Linked DNA regions of Anser cygnoides: region 1 is linked to region 2. The links are chromatin contacts, called in public Hi-C maps. All regions are on one chromosome and are shown on one strand. Each heading gives the region's core, a stretch centred on a gene start, on an enhancer-like site or on the middle of the called end of the contact. The rest is flanking DNA. Distances are from core to core; before and after follow the strand shown. Region 1 holds the start of DDX20 (DEAD-box helicase 20). Region 2 overlaps RAP1A (RAP1A, member of RAS oncogene family).

Region 1 (2,700 bases), core at 70-2,569, 38 kb after region 2:
AAAACAAATGGCCCAGGAAGGTATGAAAGGCTGTTTAGCTTTGAAGGTTTGTCTGTCTCCATATAAAGGATTGCTGTCTCATAAACATCATCATTAACTGCTTCTATGTAGATAAATGCATCTATTGAGATTCACAGTGGGGAGTCACAGCCTCACTTATTGCTGTAAACAGGAAATAATTGCTAATGTTGGTAGAAAAAATGCCAGGAAATTAGCTGAAAAGATGTGTTGTGTCGATTACCCCCCAAAGCACAGCCTGTGCCTTGACTCAACGCGCTGGCCCTGGCCCTGTGGCAGACATGGGCAGGCATGGATGGTCTGTCCCCTGCCCTCGTCTTGTTCGGAGGGGTGGCCTGCACCTCCTGATCGCCTGCGGATGGTCTTCGTTTCTGCCTGCGTTACCTCGTTCCTAATTAGGTCAGAGCTACCAGGTTTAAGACAAGCTGTCGGACGGGCGATCCTGGCAGCTCCCTGTGCTATGCGGACCAGCGGTGTGCCAGCTGGCGAGGACTGTGGGTTTTACTGAACCCAGGCAATTCCAGGCCCCACAGAGGGCAGCTGAGGAGGGACAGGAGGAAGGAGCAGAGGCCTGAGGACACAGGAGCGTGTGGATTCTGAAGTCTTAGAGAGGAAGGGAGGTATCTGTTCTGAGGGCAAGCAGTGGCACTAGGCAAGGCAACGGCAGACAGCGGCCTCAGAAGAGCAGGATTAATTAATTTTCCAGGGAGGTGGTGGCATCACCGTCCCAGGGGTGTTTAAGGAGAGTTTGGAGTTGGTGCTTAGGGACACGGTTTAGTGGGTGACATTGGTAGTATGGTGATGATTGGCCTAGATGATCTTGGAGGTTTCTTCCAAACTTGATGAATCTATGATTCTCATACATGCTGTGTAGATAAAACTTCGGTGAGTAGCAGTATTCCCCGCCAGAGTGTGAAATCAGATCAGAGGCAGGGCAGGAGGACCGTTTCCACTGACTGCAGGAAACCAGAAAGTCATCAGTAGTTTACTGAAAACCCTTAGTAATTTGTAACTGAACGCAAACTATCCCACGCCCAACTTCTGGGATCCACCAGCTGGCAATAACGGGCACCGTCAGCTTCCACACTTCGAAGATGCGAGTTCCACCGGCTGTTTTTTTACGAGGTTAACAGAATTTCGTCAAGGTAACGCACACAAACGACGGGGCAAGCCGGAACCCAGCCCACGCGGCCCCTGAGGGCCGGGCTGGGCGCGGGCGGCGCCGTCAGCCCCCGGGCGCCCCCTGGCGGCGCGGCCCCGCCCCGGCGGCCATGGGCCGGGGGCGCCTCTCGCGAGAGGCCGCGCGCGCGCCCGCTGCCCGCTCCCAAGATGGCGGCGCCCGCGGAGGCGGCGGGCGGCCGGGAGCGGTTCCGCACGCGGGACGTGGCGGTGCCCGGGGGCCCGTCCGACTTCGGGTCGCTGCTGCTGTCGGCGCCGGTGCTGGCGGGGCTGGAGGCGGCTGGGTTCCACAGGCCTTCCCCGGTGCAGCTGAAGGCCATTCCGCTGGGGCGCTGCGGGCTGGGTGAGCGGCGGGCTGGGCGCGGGGCGCAGGGGAGGCCGCGGGGCGGGGAGCGGGGCTGGAGGCCGCCGCCTGCCCCCCTGACTCCTGTGGCGGCTCCTTGCAGATCTCATCGTGCAGGCCAAGTCCGGCACGGGCAAAACCTGCGTCTTCTCCACCATCGCCCTGGACGCGCTGATGCTGGAGAGCCCGGCCACGCAGGTGAGCGCCGGGCCCCGTTGTGAGGTGGTTTGCCTTGGGCTGTGGGAGGGAATAGAAAGCTTTAAGCTTCTGAACTATCTTGTGGCATTTGGATGTAATTCTCTGTCACTTACAGGCCCTTATTTTGGCTCCTACACGAGAGATTGCTGTGCAGATCCATGCGGTAATCACAACTATTGGAATAAAACTGGAAGGTTTGGAATGCCATGTCTTCATTGGAGGGACGCCTTTGAACCAGGACAAAGTCAGACTAAAGAAATGCCATATAGCAGTTGGCTCGCCAGGTGAGGATGTGCTACGTTGTACTTCATTGGATACTGCGTAGTATTTCACAGCACAAAAAAACGTTATGTTTGAAGTCTGGTTTCCTTTTGTTAATAATAGAGGAGAGTCCCAAAGGGCAGTGACAAAAATGTTTAGATCAAGATAGTATTTTTAGCAAAAGATTATAATAAATATGGCTTTTTTGCAGGCTTATTAAAGTGAATTTTAAAAACTAAGTACTGTGAAACTTACCTTTAGAACCTTTGAGTTAATATTTGTGAAGCTCAGTTTACTTTTTTCTTCATACATAGGTCGAATAAAACAGCTCATAGAGTTGGACTACTTGAATACAGCTAGTATCCGTCTCTTCATTCTTGATGAAGCAGACAAGCTTCTAGAAGAAGGCAGCTTTCAGGAGCAAATCAAGTAAGAAAACCATATACCTTATGCATTTATCTGCAGATTAGATGCATGTTTTTTAGTCATTCCCATTTTTTTCTCTCATAGTTGGATTTACTCTTCACTGCCAGACAATAAACAGATGCTTGCTGTTTCAGCTACTTATCCTGAATCATTAGCTAATGCTTTGACCAGGTATATGAGAGAACCAACGTTTGTGAGGTTGAATCCTACTGATCCAAGTCTCATTGGTGAGCCATTTTTATTGATAATCTTATCAATAGATTTAGAAGAGTATC
Region 2 (2,700 bases), core at 18-2,517:
CCTAAAAAGAAATCATGTCTGCTGCTTTAGACTCCCATCGTGCAGCAGCTCTGAGCCAGGTAAGAGGTGTCTGAACTACACCTGCAGCCCAGGTAATCTGACCCTGAGCTGCTCCAAAACATGTAATTCCTTCCCTGTCTGCTGCATTTGTTGGACTTTGAAAACCAGTTCCACTGACTGACTTGGCAGAGAAATACCTGCCTTGCTCCCTTTCTCCTTTTGCTTGGGTTGATGAATGCACCAGTTAGAGCAGGAACTGATGGAGATGGGTGAGGTGTTGCCTTCTCGCTCGTGTAGGTTCTCCCTCTGTCATGTGACACCATAGTTGGAGCCATCCTGGGTCAGTTTTGCTTCCTTTTTATCCTCTACTGAAGTTCAGTGGCGTTCGGGTAACTGGCAGTGTTGTCGCAGCTGCTGTCTCAGCCCTAGCTGATACAAGGACAATTGCAAGTTGGTTTGGGTGGGACATGGATTTCAACGGCAGAAAAATGAAAAGCTGACCGCCAGGGGGGAAAAAACAACAAAAAACAAGGTTGGACATATGCTATAAATAATCTTCCTGTGTATCTTGGCAGGGCACTCTGTGTGCTTACAGCTGTTCTGTCGCACTCCTGGAAGCAAGCAGCATTTCTGTAGCTTCAGATTTTGGACAGGAATACCACCAGGCCATGCCTCTGAACCGTCAGCATCTCAGCACACATGTGTGCTGCGTGGCGGTGCCGAGACAGAGGTGTGCAGGGGAAGTAGCCCTGCTCAGCGCTGGGAAGCAGGAAGTGGTCAGAAAGCAAACAAATCATCTCAGGTGGTGTTGGCTGTGCAAAGAGCATTTGGCTGGAAACGCAGCGGGGCAGATTTGCAGCCCGGGCCAGCCCTGCAGGCTGGGTCAGGACGGGTTAATTCACGGCGCGTCGGCCGTCGATGTCCCACAGGTGCCCAGGCTGCCAGCCTCCGGTCATTGCTGTGACCCACCAAAAGCTGTTCTCTTAGGTATGGCAGCTGGCGAAGCAGCCCAAGTGCCCTTATCCTGCAGCGTTTAAAACAAACTTCTGGTTAGGTAGGAAGAATTTCAAGGATGAATTCCTGGAATTGGTGGTTAACTGCCTTTCTGCCAGACCTGGAGGGCACGCTGTGGGCGGATGTTTCTTTAGCCTAGCTGTGATTGAGCAGGACAAGTGGAGCTATGCAGTTAACCTGGCTGCTGATGATTTGTGCTTTATTTATTGATTGAGTCTCTTATCCTGAGCTCTGAATGTCGTAAAATAATAGCTTAGTCCTGTGGGGAAACAATGGTTTAAGGAAAAGAAACTGAAGAGTATATCTCAAGTGGCTTTTCCTGTTCCTCAGGCGATATATCTGGATTTAGCTAGTGTGGCGTCAGCCAGGATGGCTTCTCGGAGCCAGGCACCCCCAGCCCTGGGGATGCACTGTCTGCCAGGCTGGCTGTGCTGAGCTGAGCTGAGCTATGTTGAGCTGAGCTGAGCTGTGCTGCGGCGCCTGCTTGGCCTCGGTGCGGTGCCGAAGGGCTCGGCAGCTGCCAGTGGCTCACCCAGTGTCCTTGTGTTCAGTCAGTTGCTGATGGGGCTCCTGTAACACTGGCTGCTTCTACCTGTGCCTCCAGAGCTGCTCCAGATGATTGAAATACTCTGCAATGCCTCCCCTGGTGTTTGTAAATCTCTTCCTAACCGATTGCCTCCTTGTTACGGCTGGAACAGGGCTCAGGGCGGTCTCCAACTCGTTATACTTGGGCAGCATCTCAGAGAGATAAAAGATGAAATTGCCCTCCCATAAATTGTTCTGCCGTTGCTGAATTCATCACCCACTAGAGCCGGACGCAGCCTGGAGCAGAGGCTACCTGCCTCGTAAGGCACTGTTGTTAGGACAGCGGGATGGGGAGGCAGCTCTCTGTCACTGCTGCTGTGTTCGTGACAAAACAAGAACTTGTTTCTGAAACGGTTCTGTTTTCCAAAGGCTTTTCTCTCTCTGTATCTCAGAGTTCAAAGGACAGTAGGAGCAAACCACAACAGCGAAGGAAGAGTTGGACTTGATGATCCTTACGGGTCCCTTCCAACTCGGGATATTCTATGATTCGATGATAACCTCTTCCTGCTGAAATCTGCGTGTTTCTACAGACGTGTAGAGGCAGTTGTCTGGGGAAGCTCTCAGGCCTTTGTCTGAGGTTGTTCGTCAGTAGGATGAGAAACGTTCACACCATCACCTTGTTTTTTTTACTTTTTCTAGATTGCAGGAATGAAGAACTGTTGCCTAAATGGAAAGTGCCAGCATTCCCGACATCAAAACCTTATGGAAATTAGCAACATATCTGAAGACGCTTCTCCTGTTTTTATATACCATGAGAAGAATTTAGATCTTAAAATGGTTTGCACACAGTCCCTGGAAAAACAAATTGCTCTGTGTATATCTCTTGGAAATTTAAGACAATAGTATTTCTCCTTTGCAATAGCAGTTAACAGATGTGAAAATAAATATAATTGACTCTAGTGTATGATTATACAAAGGAGCATGGATGCATTTCAAATGTTAGATATTGCTACTATAATTAAAATTTCATATTGACCCTTTTACCATAATTTCTCCCCATCAAGCACTAAAATGTTCCACCATTATATATTATATCTATAACTATAGATATATATTACCTAAAATTTCCCTTTGAACTCACAGCAACAAATAACTTTTTGA

Evidence for each region. Hi-C and Micro-C count contacts between places; a contact is called where the count stands out from the background.
Region 1: a contact with region 2 is called in a Hi-C map of liver, with 2.5 times the contacts expected there. The contact joins the promoter of DDX20 here to the enhancer-like site in region 2. A contact is called at or near these places in 5 of 7 Hi-C or Micro-C datasets (fetal liver, granulosa cells and liver).

Annotation. Positions count from the first base shown.
Region 1 is chr25:5,921,609-5,924,308 of Taihu_goose_T2T_genome, forward strand. It overlaps DDX20 (DEAD-box helicase 20), which reads left to right and starts at 1,320. Exons shown (of 11, transcript XM_048070874.2): 1 at 1,320-1,540; 2 at 1,644-1,738; 3 at 1,854-2,022; 4 at 2,314-2,428; 5 at 2,510-2,652. The coding sequence starts at 1,348.
Region 2 is chr25:5,883,349-5,886,048 of Taihu_goose_T2T_genome, forward strand. It overlaps RAP1A (RAP1A, member of RAS oncogene family), which reads left to right. Exons shown (of 9, transcript XM_048070881.2): 8 at 1-59; 9 at 2,239-2,700. The coding sequence ends at 30. Among named protein-coding and RNA genes, the nearest start is that of INKA2, 28 kb to the right of the region's middle. Within about 2 kb of position 1,268, at least 2 of the 3 cell types and tissues checked have open chromatin away from gene starts, as enhancers often do. A contact at or near this core is called in fetal liver and liver, where this site is marked.